2 separate regions of the Mus musculus genome follow, and region 2 is linked to region 1. The links are chromatin contacts, called in public HiChIP or PLAC-seq maps. All regions are on one chromosome and are shown on one strand. Each heading gives the region's core, a stretch centred on a gene start, on an enhancer-like site or on the middle of the called end of the contact. The rest is flanking DNA. Distances are from core to core; before and after follow the strand shown. Region 1 overlaps Slc28a2 (solute carrier family 28 (sodium-coupled nucleoside transporter), member 2). Region 2 holds the start of Sqor (sulfide quinone oxidoreductase).

Evidence for each region. HiChIP or PLAC-seq counts read pairs in DNA pulled down with a chosen protein or histone mark.
Region 2: a contact with region 1 is called in an H3K4me3 HiChIP or PLAC-seq map of bone marrow-derived macrophages, with 5 times the contacts expected there. The contact joins the promoter of Sqor here to the enhancer-like site in region 1. A contact is called at or near these places in 1 of 15 datasets of contacts at CTCF or cohesin (large pre-B cells), 1 of 484 Hi-C or Micro-C datasets (the C2C12 cell line) and 1 of 115 datasets of contacts at active chromatin or transcription factors (bone marrow-derived macrophages).

Annotation. Positions count from the first base shown.
Region 1 is chr2:122,447,354-122,454,834 of GRCm38.p6, reverse strand. It overlaps Slc28a2 (solute carrier family 28 (sodium-coupled nucleoside transporter), member 2), which reads right to left. Exons shown (of 20, transcript NM_172980.4): 7 at 6,882-7,065; 8 at 4,931-5,072; 9 at 3,796-3,909; 10 at 3,230-3,307; 11 at 2,772-2,852; 12 at 2,271-2,351; 13 at 229-354; 14 at 16-146. Among named protein-coding and RNA genes, the nearest start is that of Slc28a2, 25 kb to the right of the region's middle. Within about 2 kb of position 4,329, at least 4 of the 459 cell types and tissues checked have an H3K27ac peak or open chromatin away from gene starts, as enhancers often do. A contact at or near this core is called in bone marrow-derived macrophages, where this site is marked.
Region 2 is chr2:122,761,157-122,768,637 of GRCm38.p6, reverse strand. It overlaps Sqor (sulfide quinone oxidoreductase), which reads right to left and starts at 3,279. Exons shown (of 10, transcript NM_001162503.1): 1 at 3,199-3,279.

The DNA.
Region 1 (7,481 bases), core at 3,080-5,579:
CTGTCCCCAGCTCACCCTCGAGGCAGCTTCAGTCCCTCCTTGCTCTTGAACTTGGACTCTTCGACTTCTGGATATACCAGTTTGGACAAGGCAAGTGCACAAGGGGCAGCCATCACTGAGGCAGAAATCAAGGATGATGCATCAATCTGTAAAGCCAGATGGGGATTAGCACCACTGTGGGGCCTCAACATGAGTGCACCATGAGCAATTATGTTGACTGTGCCTCACCCCAAAGGATATGAAGGCTCCCAACACTGTGCCTGCTATGGTAGCAAAGCCTCCAGTCATGACTGCATGGATTTCAGAGATGGTCATGTCTGCAAGGTAGGGACGGATGAGCAGAGGCGCCTCTGTCTAAAAACAAAGAAAAATAGTCACACACCAAGAGGGTATCACTCCCCAAGTCAAAGTGCTTATCCCAGATAGAGAATGGACCTATCAGATACATGCCCTTCCAGTCAGTGGACAAAAACCTGCCCAACCATCTCCATGAGGTCCTGTTTTCACGTGTTCCTCTAGCATATTATAGAATACTGTAGACAACTGGTGTTCATTTACTTTGTTTTCGGTGTCTAAGTCCATGAGCTTAGTGAGTAAATTATAGAGTACAGTTCCATTGCTGACCACACACTAGATGTCTACAGAGCATGTATTAAAGGAACTGAAAATAGCTTATCTAAGCTAATGCTGTATGAAATAATAAGAAAATAATGTCAAGCCAACAACAAAGTTCAGCCTGGAGACCTGATATCAATATCTAGAACCCATAAGGAAAGAAAAACCCGGCATCCACAAGTTGTCCTCTGACCTCCATATGAGAGCCATGATACATGACTACTTACACACATACGAAAGAGAGAGAGAGAGAGAGACAGAGAGAGAGAGAGACAGAGAGAGAGACAGAGAGAGAGACAGAGAAGAGAGGAGAGATGAGAGAGGAAGAGTCATTAAACAAAATATAATTTTTTAATGAAATGTCTGTAATTTTTATTAATTAGGAAGATTCAAGGAGGAAATGACCTAGCCTTAATCTATTAGGTCATGTATCCTTTAATGAGTGTCAGCAAAACGATGGATTAGCTTAGTAGAGCACTAAGGCAAGGGCCCTGCTCTTAGATGATTAGGTCTAGCTGGAAAAGTTCAACTGATTATAGATAATTTTAGCAAAATGTAAGGTCATGATAAAAGAATCCAAAAGTACTGTGAAAACAGATCAAAAGCAGATAAACAGCCCAAGGCTTTGGGAGAAAAAGACCCCAATTGTTAACTTCTTACTCATTTGAAAAACTATTGTCCCTAATGTTGATTTGACCAGTCAATAGCATAGATTTAACACTGAAATGGTTAATGTTGATTATCAATAATTGATAGAATCTCCTCAAAATGACTCTAGGAATGCCTGTGAGGGGTTATCTTGATAGGTCAGCCTGTGAGAGATTATTTTAATTAGATTAAAGCAGAAAGACCCATTCTAAAAGTGGTTAGGACATTTCCTAGGCTTGGGTCCTGGGTGCTGGGCACAAGCACCAGTGGCCTTAAGCTCCTGTCACCAAGCTCTTCCCAATAGGGTGGCTGTACTCTCAAGCCGTGAGTCAAAATGAATCCTTTTTCTCTTAATACACCTTTTTTTTCCAAGGTATTTAATCACAGCAAAGAGAAAGACATCTATTGCACACAAACACATGCTCTTCCACACAGATGGATACACTGAGAAAGATGCTGTGTGAAGAAGAGTCCTGACAGTTCTGAGCAAGACAAGCCATTGCCTCCTCAGAGACCTCAGAAAAATCACGGTGAATCACAGCAAGAAACCAGAGGTAGCTCAACCATCCTTCCCAGCTCCTGAGGGGATAAGGCTTAGACTAGGACATTCCCCTATATAAGAAGCTGGATAGTGTGTCTGGACTGTGCATTAGGCATCGAGTTCTCCTTGACCCTCTGAGGATTCTTTCATAAAGACTGACTGCCCCATGGTCTCCATTTATCTGACTTCCATAAGAAAAATGAGCTTTTCAAGCCATGTGATGACACATGTGTATATGTTCAGCACTTGAGACGGGGGGAAGCAGGAAAATCAAGAATTCAAGTTCAACCTCAACTACATAGTGAGTATGATGTCAGCCTGGACTACATGAGACCCTGTCTTAGAAAAACAGGAAGGAAGGAGGTTGGGAGGGACAGGAGAGGGAAAATCCTCTTTCCAAATTTGTTCTCTGCCAAGCTCTCAGTTCTTGAGAGATTAGAAAAACAGAAGGCTCCAGGGTACTTACCATCCCCACAAAGATGTTTCCTGCCACGGCCAGGGTCTCTGCAGCAGTGGTACCCATGGTAATTTGCAGGAACCAGGCAACCTACAAGAAACCAGACACATAAATCTTCAACATTAGCAGGAGTCTTGAATAGTGTCCAACAAAACCCCTCCCTGCTATTCCATTTAGTGTTAAAGAAACTGAAGCCTGGAGAAATAGTGTGGCCCAGAGTAACAGAACAAGTTGCAAACATATTAGCCAGAGCTCAGGCCTTGGGGCTTCTAGAACAAGCAAATTCAACCCAGTATGAAAGAGCTTCTTACCATGTTCTGCCTCCAGCCTATCTCAGGCCTGGGCAATCATTTGATACCAGGATGCTTCAGAGAGATTGCCTTTTCAAATTGGTTCTCATTCTCCATATCCTATGTATTTACTTTCTCCCCCAATGTGTAAGTATAAACTCATTCATTCCCCCTGAAAGATCCAAGCTGAAGGTCCTTTTGTGGAAACCAAATGCCTCACCTTCTGAATCACCCACTGCACAAGGCCCAGGTAGTAAAGAATAGACATCACACATCCGAAGAAAATAATGATTGGCAGAGACTGCAACAAGAACGGAGGCAGCGTGTGAGAGATTGTACTGTGTGTGCTCAGTGTGTCGTGAGCTAGGTCTTGCAGGCTTCTAAACAGAGCTCTGGGAATGACCAGGGAATTGGATGCAGTGTAGTTTAGGAATAAACTCAGAATGCACTGCAGGCTATCAAACTATCAGCATTAAACACAGACTATTTCCTGAGCCTCTCCCCGCACCCAACTTTAAACCAATTTCATAATGGTAAGGATCATGGGGAAAGAGTAGACTCCTCTCCAGGATCAAGTTGGTAAATGCTTTCTGGTCTTGTGAACACACACATTGTTCCCATCTCTATTCCCCTGTCCTTCACTGGCATTGTCATTCCTGCCCACAAAACAAGTTTTACCTGAAAAGCAAAAACATTTTGGACCAGTGTATCACCAAAAACAAAACTGGATCCTTCCACAGTATAAGCCAAGAAAATCTGAAGTGGGAAGAAAAGGGACAAGAGTTAGGACAGGCGGGCCACAGAGAAAGATGGGATTGGACTCAGGTGTGACCACCTGTGAGCCATGTCCCAAAAGTTGGTCACGAAATGACAGACTCAGCAAATCACTTCTCTACACTTACATTGTCACCTGAACCCCATTACTCTCTTTCTTTACCCGACCACATTCTGTATACTACCTGAACCCCACTATTCTCTCTACCCAACTGGATTCCGTATTCTCACCTGAACCCCATTACTCTCTCGCTTTACCCGACCACATTTTTATACTACCTGAGCCCCACTATTCTCTCTACCCAACTAGATTCTGTATTCTCACCTGAACCCCATTACTCTCTCTCTTTACCTGACCAGATTCTGCCACACCATCATTACGGTGTAGTTCCAAAGCCCTCTGCTTCCCTAAAATCAACCTTCTCTGGGGTTCCTGGTAAAGAAAAACTCTGACATTCAACTCCCTGTACCTGGATCTGATCTCCCAGCCATTGAAATGCATTAAATCCAGGTTCAGTTCTGATGACCAAAATTCCAAAGATGAACTGAAGGCCCAGGCCCCAAAACACCGTCCTCCAGCACACCTGGGACCAAAAAGAAAATATTCCAGCATGAGTTACAAACCTTGCTCAGCCATTGCCTAATTCAACCATGTGCTGGGAGTGGGGCTCAGTGAGGGTGGTAACAGTCTCAGATAACATAGCTGTGCTGGCTAGTTTTATGTCAACTTGACACACACTAAAGTCATCTAAGGAGAAGTAATCTCAATTGAGAAATGCCTCCATAAGATTGAGCTGGAAACAAGACTGTATGGCATTCTTAATTAGATGGAAGAGGGCCTAGTCTATTGTGAGTGATGCCACCCCTGGGCTGGCAGTCCTGGGTTCTATGAGAAAGCACGTGATCAAGCCATGTTGAGCAAGACAGTCAGCAGCACCCCTCCATTGCATCTGCATCCGCTCCTGCCTTCAGGATCCCGCCCTGTTTGAGTTCCTGTTCTGACTTCCTCTGATGATGAACAGTGATGGGAAAGCATAAGACAAATAAAACCCTTTACTCTCCAAGTCGCTCTCAGCCATGGAGTTCCACCACAAAAATAGCACAGGGAACAGGAAGAAGGGTAAGAAAAAGTATGATGATATTGTAAATAGGCAAATATATCCATACTGATTTTTAAAATAAGTTAGATTACAGTAAAGACACATACATGCAAATAGCGTATGCAAACATCAATCCTGCACAATGCCATATGATTCTCTGACATGATCTGTTTTCTTCCTTCCTGCCTGCCTTCCTTTCTTTCTTCCTTTTTATTTCTTCCATTCTTTCTTTTTCTTTCTTTCTTCCTTTCTTCCTTCCTTTCTTCCTATTTGATTTTATTTTTCTTTAATGCTGACTAGATTCATATATACCACAGTAACAATTAACAGACCAAATGTCTCTAAAAGCTTTCAAACTCGCATAGGAATAAACCTGTCAGAGGAAGATTCCAGAAAATATTGGTTATCTCTGTCTTTATCATGAGTACCTGGCACGGACACTTTACAATCACATAGCCCTTGCTGTGTGTTTCTATGCCCAAGCTAAATCCCCCCCCCAACTCACCGCACTGTGGTGTTTGGAGCAGGCAAAGAGGATGAGGATGAACATACAGATTCCTGCAAAGGAGATCAGCTGCTCTGGTCTTTGAGCTGTGTCGAGAGCCAGCCAGAGGATGAGGCCAACAACAGAGAGTCCTACGAACACCCTGGAGGAGGAATGACAACACTCTGTCACCAACTCAGGTGATGAACAGCAGAGAAGCTCCTAGTCAGAGAATCCCTGAGATAATGCAAGAGCTTATTCCTCGTTAGACAGAGATGGACCTTGAGAATCATCTGGTAGCACCCTAGCATCTGCTTCCCCCTCCCAATTTACATAAATAAGTGTCTGATCTGAGGATACAAACCACATAACTTCTCGTTTCTCATACAGACATATCAATAAAATGTGATGTACAGACTCATCCATGAAGGATGAAGGTGCTTCCAGTGACTAATCCAAATACTGAAAACAGAAGAAAATGATGAGCTGGTCCCCTGTGGATTGCTACTCCTTTTTTAACCACTCCAAAGGCTAGGATCAAATACACCATCTACGGACTTAAAGCCTTTACTACATAGACTAGAGGCTGCAGATATAGCTTAGCAGAGCATTGCCTAGAAGTTACAAGACCCTGGGTCCAATCCCTAGCCTACCAAGATAAATAAGGAGTCAGTCATGTGTTGCAAACCTTAGGAAGAGGAGGCATAAGGAATGTGATTTTAAGATTGGGATTTGGGATTGGAGAACTGGCTGAGCACCTGAGAATACTTATGCTTGTGGTGGACTCAGGATCAATTCCCAGCACCCACACAGTGGTTCACCAGCCATCTGTATGTAACTCGAGCCCAAAGGGATCTGATGCACTCTTCTGTACACAGTGGTTACCAGTCATGCATTAGGCACACATGCATACATGCAGACAAAACACTCATACACATAGAATTGAAAAAACAGTTCATTTATGTTTATGAGCAAGTTTGCGCCTAGACTCTAAGAGTGTTTCTCAACCTGTGCGACAAGACGCCTTCGGGCGGTCATATATCAGATAACATACATATCAGATATTTACGTTATAATAACCATCATGTAATTATGATACATAACAGTGACAAAATTGCAATTAGGTTAGCAATGAAACCATTTTCTGGTTGGGGGTTACCACACCATGAAGAACTTAATTTAGAGGTCACAGCATTAGGAAGATTGACAGCCACTGCTCTGAGGGGCTATAAAGACAAAAACAGGTAGAGGGGCTCTGGAGGACTAGAGGGGAAGGAGCTAAATCACAGGGCAGGAAGAGGCAACCTGGCCTTTGCATAGGTAAGAGCCTGGAGGCCACTCAGGAACTGTCAAAAGAAGATATTCAAGAGATGGTTTTGATGATCAGCCATCTCTTGTCTAAGATGCACAAGGCCTTGGCTTAAATCCCCACCATTCCATGAACTGAGTGTGGTAGTGCATGTGTAATCATGGCACTCAAGAGGTGGAGGCAGGAGGATCAGAAGTCCAGAGTCATCCTTTGCTACAACCTTGGCTACATAAAGAGTTCTGAGACCACCCTGGACAAGAGACCTTGTCTCATGATAAAGAAAAATAAAAGACAAGAAAGAGAAAGGGAGGGGAAAGGAAAGCCCTCATTGGTGAGTTAATCCACTGACCCTTTCACAATTTAAAGGACTGTTAGGAGGTGGAGGAAACTATAGAAGGTGAGACCTAACTGGTGCAGGTCAATTACTGGGACACCTTGTGCCAGGACCCTTACCCTACTGACATCCTTGCCTCCTGGCCTCCATGATGTGAACAGTTTATTTCACCTGTTCACTTCCCACCATGATATTCTACCCTATCAGCAGCCAACATTGATGGAGCTAAGCAACCGTACGCTAAGCCTCTGAAACTGGGAGCCAGGATAGCTTTTGCATTATTCTTAGGTACTTTGTGAACAGCAACAAAAGCTGATTGACACACTTACCGCTTTGCCCAAAGATTCAGGTGGGTGTTTTCCAGAGGCTTCAAGCATCTTAGTTGTTCTTTAGGAAAGAATTTTTTCAGAAAATGGCAAGCCAGGATGAAGATCACAAGACAGGTGATGACAAACAAGGCCAGTGCCCTCTGGAAGTTCAGGATGCACGCTGCCAGGAAGTAGGCAGCATAAGCTGTGAAGAGAAGGGGAAGAGTGGGGGTCAGGAAGGCCGAGCCCCCATGCAGAATGAAGCCATTCCTCTCTGCTCCTGGGAGAGTCTCAACCCATTCCGGTTTAGCTGTTGTCCCCAGTCTCTGCCATAGATGTGGTTCACATCCACTGTCAGACTCTGGAAATTAGACATCTCTTTGTTAATTTGATTTTTACTGCAGCAATGTTGAGATGTCAAGTGATTGAACTTTTTCTTGAATAAAGCCATGTAAGGAGACTGGCACTACAAGGAAAAGCCACATGATGCTTCCCTCTGGGCCTCAGATTCACCCCAAAGGATAATTTGTGATCTCACCATCCCAGCTACTCCTAATCAATGCTCCACATGCCCCTGACAGCGTACATAAACAAGGTTTTCTGTCTTCCAAAAATAGTGTA
Region 2 (7,481 bases), core at 2,030-4,529, 310 kb before region 1:
GATGGATGAATGGACGGATGGCCAGGAAAGTCTCTAACATGATACGTAAGTAAAGATAACACTGAACTCCAAATCCTTCCACTTCCATCTCCCAAATGTTGGGATTATAGGTATTCAGGCCACCACACCTGGCTTCCTGAATCATTAAAATTATCAGGATAAAATTACTCATCAGACCAAAGTACACTGGGTTTCAAAGGTATGTGCAGGAAAGTTATGAGGGGCGGAGTGTCACTATAAACAAACTGGTCACTTACTTTGGCTTGCCATAACCTGGAATCCAGCCCACAAGGTCTCAATGACAAGAGACTCTTTGATTACAGATTACATATATGTCGTTTGAATCTAGACGCTGAGTTCAGTTCTTTGATGGTTTGGATACAAGGAAATACACATAGGTAGCAGGTATGTCAGGTTCCATAACAGCTCACATCTTTCCTATGCCAGACCTAATAGCACAGCTACCCTTTTGCAACGAAGCTTTGTCTGAAGGACACCCAGGACACCCAGGTCTTCGTGACAGGTAGTACCAAATTGGGCTCATCTTTAACCATTATATGCCATGCTTTCTTCACACCAGGAAAAAGGACTCCACTAGATAGATTAAAGATTTCTTACTTCCTAAAACTGCATTCACTTCTCATTGGAAAGGGAGGAGAGGTGGGTGTTCAAACAGACAGCCAATAGGGATATTTGTCTACTGACTCCTTGGAATTTCTGTAGCAGAGAACAGCCAGATAAAATGCTTAGACCTGTGACATAATCAGAATAAAAACCAGTTATCCCATGTCTTGTACCATTATGCACTAATTCCCTGGAAAGCATCTATGCTTAAGTGCATCCTCCAAAGTATCAGAAAAGCATGGTGTGGGGGCATGGAGATCATCTGTGGGAGTTATTGCAATGTGTACTGTATGTACTTTCTCATGGCAATCACTGAAGAGGGAATTGCTGGCCCCCTCTCATAAGCAAGAAAGGACTTCACTATAGGACCATGGGTAGGTCTCTTTGAAGGTAGAAGTTTGATTTGAATGTAAGGGGTGGGCGTGTTAGTTCTCTTGAATGTAACAGCCTTTCTCTCGCTCTGATTTAGAATCAGCTTAAATCTGAGGAGTTGGAAAATCTCATGGTCATCGTCCAAACTTAGACAGGGGAAGAATGATCTGGCTTCATCCAGCTCAACTGTCATGAATATGCACAGAAGAACAGACCAGTTACAAGACCAACACTTCCATGGAAGCTCTCACTGTCTATAACGGAGGCTTAGTTGGCTTTAGCCCTAGTCTGGGCAGCTTTTAGTAAATTACCCACTGTTCTCCTATTTACCAATTCTCTAGAGTCAAAGTATTTGTGACAGTGAGGGATGCAGGGAGGGGAGGGAGAAAGAGAAAGAGAAGGAGAGAGAGAGGGGGAGAGAAAAAGAGAGAGAGAGGGAGGGAGATGTGCATCTAGGAATGCTTCCTCATGGGTTCTGTCTCCATTCTTTACAAGACATTTCCTACATTACAACACATCTTATTAACAAGCCTACGCATGGGCAAAAGAAACCTCTGGAATCCTACTTTCCTATCAAGACAGTTTGTCTTCTATGGCGAGGCACCAGACCCACAACAGACCCAAGGGCCCTCCCCAGTATTCACATCCCCAAGTTGGATTTATGGATTTGCTCTGATGGATTCAAAAGAAGCAATTAGTTTTAAACAGCCATTTCCCAAGCTTCCAGCTGTCTCCTAGATGCCTTCACAAGCAACCACCTCCATGTCATCCAGCAGACCTTTTATGTACCAGATTTAGGGATGTAAAGGCCAGTATCAGACAAGGTTGGGGGGGGGGGGCGTTTTACCTACCGCATCCCTCTGCATCAAGTTCAGTAGGGATGCTTTTCACCTGTGAGAAGGCATTAGGCTTGGGGGAGGAGTGCCGGGCTTTTCTCATTCTCTTCCTTAGGAAAAGCAGATGCCCAAAGAAGCTGGGGATAGAGGACATAGTGGTAGTTCAAGAAAGTGTTAAACCCAAGAAGCTAAGTTGCCTAACAAGTAATCAACACCCTTTCTGCTAACAGGGTATCTATCTAAATTGAGGTCCATTCATCTGAATGAAAGAAAAAAAAAATCTTCACCTTCCACTGATGTCTACTTGAAATTTAACATTCTCTTCAAGGACTGTGTAGGCAGCTGGCCACAGCAATATTAGCAGTATTTATGATGTTTTAGAAATGTGTTTACAGGTAGTGCCTATATCTTGAATTCTATATTCTGAGCTATTCAAAATTATAATAGTTATTTGCTTTTTAAATTTATATGGCATTCTTTTAAATACTTTAGTGGCTGTTTTCTTTCATCATAGCCTGCCTTAAATTTTATGTTTTTAAAAGTCTCTTGAGAGATAGATGGCTCAGTGGTTAAGAGCTCTTACGGAGGGCTTACTTCCAGAGGAATTGAGTTCAGTTCCCAGCACCCAGATGAAAGCTTATAACCCCAGTTCCAGGGCATTAGGCATACATGCAAACGAACTAACTATACACATGAAATAAAATAATAAAGTTTAAAGCAAAAAGGGAAATCTTCTAAGAAAGAGTCCTTAGTTTTCCCCCAAACTCAGAACTGTCAGAGGTAGCTGCAGGTTTTAAAAAAAAAAAAAAAGGATCAGAAAGCTGTGTTTACAGAGGAGAGGTTTACAGCCTGTGCAAACTCTCTGACTCAGCTTCAGTCTGTGAGCCCTAGAAGCTGGGGTGGCTCTCGGAGAAGTAAGTAAAAGTAAGGTGAAAAGTTTCACCAAAGAGCCTTTTCTCCCTTGTACTAATTGCCAATCAGCCTGGCCTGTGCTTCTCCGCTGACCACCTCCCACCCCCAGCGCCCTGGGTACCTCCCCAGATCAATGCCAGTCTCAACCCACCCGGCAGGCAGGGCAAGGTGCTGAGTGACAGACAACAAGTGGAACTAACGTTTCTGAAATTCCCACGCACCGAGACCACACGTCCAAGCTGTGTGGGTGGAGAGGGTGCCAGGGCCATCCTCTCTGCATCGCTGAGGCTGGGCCACTAAGGAGAAAGCATTGAAGTCCACCGAGTCCCAGACCAAAGGGGAGTCTGTCAGGGGTTGGAAAAGAAGAAGGGCGGCCGGGAGCGCGGAGACAGAACCGAGGTGGGCGACAGCGAGCGGCTATAGGAGGGTAACAGCGTCGTGGGGTGCGTCTTACCGGGCTGAGCGACACCGTGGGCCCCAGCGCTGGCGCAGCAGAAACTACTGTGGCGCTGGAGCGCTGGCCTCGCATAGCCCCGCCTGGCCGCCGGGGCGGGGAGGCAAAGGCCAGGGGCGGGGACAGCCACCACCCCCACACCCCCAACCTCCGGAGGAGGAAAGGCCGCCAGGGCGCTACCCAACAACAAACCCGGAGGGGAATGCGCACCTTGGAGCAGGCACGGACACCGGAGGCATGGGTGGTATGGGTGATCCTTGCTCCCCATGTCCTGCGACTGTCCCCACGCAGCCTAGACGCTTTTCTTACGCCTGGGGTGCAGACAAGGCCACCTCTACTCAGAACCGCGCGGCACCTTCCCCTGGAACCTGCTGGCTCCTAGGAGTTGTTCTTTTGGTGCCTGACAAGTCACTGTTCTGCCCCTTCTAAGGACTGACTGTTTGAAGGCACAAGCCAGAGACCGCGGCTTCATGTGTTAAAACAAATACAGTTCCTAAAAGTTGCTAAGGCCTCAACTTAAAAAAAAAAAAAAAAAAAAAAAACCTCAAAGAACACGCAAATGCCACCAACTTTTTTTTTAAGCATAACTAAGTTTCTTTCGCACTTGTTTGATTATATGCATTTTAATAGTTTTTGAGTCACTTCTTTCAAACTGTCTTCACTCTGAAGGATCTATAGAAAAATTGCTTGGTCGCAAACAGGGACTACGGGTTTGATGGTAAGCCTGGTGGCACTTGCTGGCACCTGCACCTGCAACACTGCCTCCCTAGTAATTTTCCGTGACTTTGTGCAGCAACAGGTAAGTCTGGTAAAGAACTTGGAAACAAAACCAAATGTGATCTGTATTTACTGATAAAGCTATTGCTGGAAACAGCGTATTAAGACTATGTAAAAATAATCCTTAATGTCTGCCATACTCTAAACTAAAACTGAATTTATTTTATCAATAAAATGTTTCACATACTTGAGAGTTGAGGCAAGGGGCGGGGCACCAGAAAAAAATGTTCAGGCCTCAGGACAGTTAATTGTTGTATAGTACTGAACATAACCCTGATTTCCACCCTCTAAGTGCCAACAATTGTAGCCCAAAGTTTTGACAAAAGCAAAACTCTACACACATATTTCCAAAGCAATTCGTACTATTCTTCATCTCTCCTTCCTCTCCATCCTCATTAAGAAGTCCTGGTTCCTGTGAATGAATCAAGGGCAGTCTGTTTGCAGGGTGTTTGGAGGTCTATGGCTGGAGAATCGAGTTGGAAGCCGTGTCCTGAATAGTTCCCACACGCTGGGGCATCTATGTATCGTTCTATTACCCCACTGAAGTCCCTTCTTTCCATCAGTGTCTTGCCCATCAGACATTAAGACTGAGAAGTTACTCCATTGGCATTCCCCTTTTTCTTTCTATAATATTTTATTTACTTATTTAGTGTGCATGTGTGCACGTGTACATGTGTGTCATGAGGCACAGGTGGAAGTTAGAGGTCAACTTCCCAAAGTCAATTCTGTCCTCCAACAGATGGATCCCAGACCATCGGGCTTAGAACCAGGCAGGCATCTTTACCTGCTGACCCATCTCGCCAGCCCAGTCATTCTTTCCTCAGATGGTTATTCTCCATCTTGTCCGCTGAATGTCAAGTGAGCCCTGTGGCTGCTACTGTCTGGACCTACACTTGATTCCCATCCATATGAGGTTTCCAGAGTAGTGAGTGTGCAGACAGGGAGATGGGAAACTAAGAGAAATATTAAAGGATGGCAAGAAAGCTTGGGGGGGAGCATGGTGGGGGAAGGGGGCATGATGTGTAGTGGGGGAGGGGGCATGATGGTGAGGAACAAATACCTATCCAAGAAGATCCGGGCATAAGGAAATATAGACTGGCGACCCCCAGGAAGCCATGCAGACCCATACTAGGAAGGGCACTAGCAGGAATGAGCAGCAATAGAGCGTGGAAAGGAAAAGGAGAAAGCAAAGACACTGGAGTAAGGGCAAGGCAGAGGGATTCTCCAGGCATGCTGCTTTAAATGCACCTGCTTGGAGCCCATTAAACAAGCCCCACCCTCATCTCTGAAGCAAATGCTTCCTTGGGTGAATGTGTAGCTAGAGAAGTGGTTTATTCTGCCCCAGTAAACCTTCCTACTTGTGATAGCCACTCATCCAGAGAGACACCAATCCTCACGAGCTACTATGAGACTCATTGGGAAGTTGGGGGGGGTGGGGATTTCTGGAGCAAGCAGCACACACTGTCCCTCCTGACAGACCAACAGGAAGTCTCCTAACCAGAAGGGAAGTGAGCAGAGATACAGAGAGTATATTACCTTTTCATATGTGGCCTTCAATAGGCAGTTCCAATCTCTCCCAGATTGCTGCATTCCTCGCAGCCAAACTGCTTGTAAAATAGCCAAAATTGTATCAAGCTACAGCGCAGTTAGAGTTTCTTCATCTGTATCACAGGAGATCAAGTGATTTTCCAGTCAGAAAGCACTAATGTATACACAGGTACTTCAAATACAAAGCGCCCTATCCCGATCAGCACTGATTGCAAGCAAGAAGCCAGCTATAGACACCTTAACTTAAGAGAAATTGGGAGAAGGCTTCCATCAAATGCTGGAGTCATAGTGGCCAGGGACACGAACCTGACTTAGGAAAGTTCTAAGGAGTCAAAGAGCCTGTGATGGTTTGTCTATGCTTGGCCCAGAGAGTGGCACTATTAGGAGGTGTGACCTTGTTTGAGTAGGTGTGCCACTATGGGTATGAGCTTAAGACCCTCACCCTAGCTGCCTGAAAGTCAGTATTCTGTTAGGTGCCTTCAGATGAAGATGTAGAACTTTCAGCTCCATGCCTGCCTGGATGCTGCCATGCTCTTGCCTTGATGATACTGGACTGAACCTCTGAGCCTGTAAGCCAGCCCCAATTAAATGTTGTCCTTATAGGTCTTACCTTGGTCATGGTGTCTGTTCACAGAAGTAAAACCCTAACTAAGGCAGAGACCAAACAACTTCTTTTTGCTGGTATTATTTTTCTTCTCCTTAAAAAAAAAATTATTTTCTTTTTGAGATTTTTGTACGTTAGTATTATATTGACATCATTTCCATGCTACCTTCTCCTCAATCCAACTCCTTGAATATATCCCTCAAATTCATGAGTTCTTCTCTTTATTATTGATACTATATATACATATAGCATTATCATCCCGGAAGAAAGCTGATTTCCCCTCTCTCAGCAGCCATTCAATTGCCTGCAGTTCTTCATTTATGCTAAGATCTATGAGATTTCCTCCATCCACATTGGGATGTCAACTGGTGTTGTCATTGTTTGCATCGTGTTTAGGTAACCAACTGTATTGTTGAAATTGCATGGGTGCAGCTCCTATCATATATGAAAGACATTATCTCACAGCAGACATCCTAGTCCTCTGACTCACAATCTTTTCACCCCCTTTTCCATGATGTGTCCTGAGCCTTAGGTGGCTTTCTGTGATGGTCTCCACCTGCTGCAAAGGGAAGCTTCTTTGGTGAGGGGTGAGAGTTATATTTATTTGTGAATATAAAGGTAAATATTTAGAATTGAGTTAGGAGTGTTACTCTTCCAGGAAAGTGTCAGTAGTAGGTTTTTCTCTAGGGTTCATGACCTCACCAGCCATTGGTAGTTGGGGGCTAGGTTCACAGGACCAATCTTGTTTTCCATCCTATTAAGTAATTCTTAAGTTTGATTAAACAACAGTTGGTTGGCCCCAAGATAAAACTGCCACTATTGCATCTTTGAGTATATCTTATCATGTCACTCATTACCAGAAGCAGCTGGCCACTCCCAGGATACTCCCAACACTACTATGAATGACTGAGTGCCACAAATATAAGAGAAGCAAGATCAAGTCTTTAAAGAAAGTGTTCACTTGGCTGACTGTACATGAAGGACTAGCATCATAGCTGCCAGGGCAGGAGAGCATGCTTGATCCCACTGTCAGAGCAGGGGGAGAGCATGCTTGGTCTCACTGCCAGGGCAGGAGGAGAGCATGCTTGGTCTCATTGCCAGTACAGGAAGATAGCATGCTTGGTCTCACTGTAAGGACAGGAGGAGAGCATGCTTGGTCCTGCTGCTCACACCAGTACTACCATAATGGACATTCTATTTCAAATGGGGAAAGGGTTGCATACTAGATAATAGGGGTAGAGAACAACGTCTCTTATAGGCTTTGTAAATACAAGGTCTTTGTCCGCACATGATTTACCATCGGTCTAAGCCCTTCATCCACAACAGGTTCTGCTGGGTACCTGCATTTTAGAAT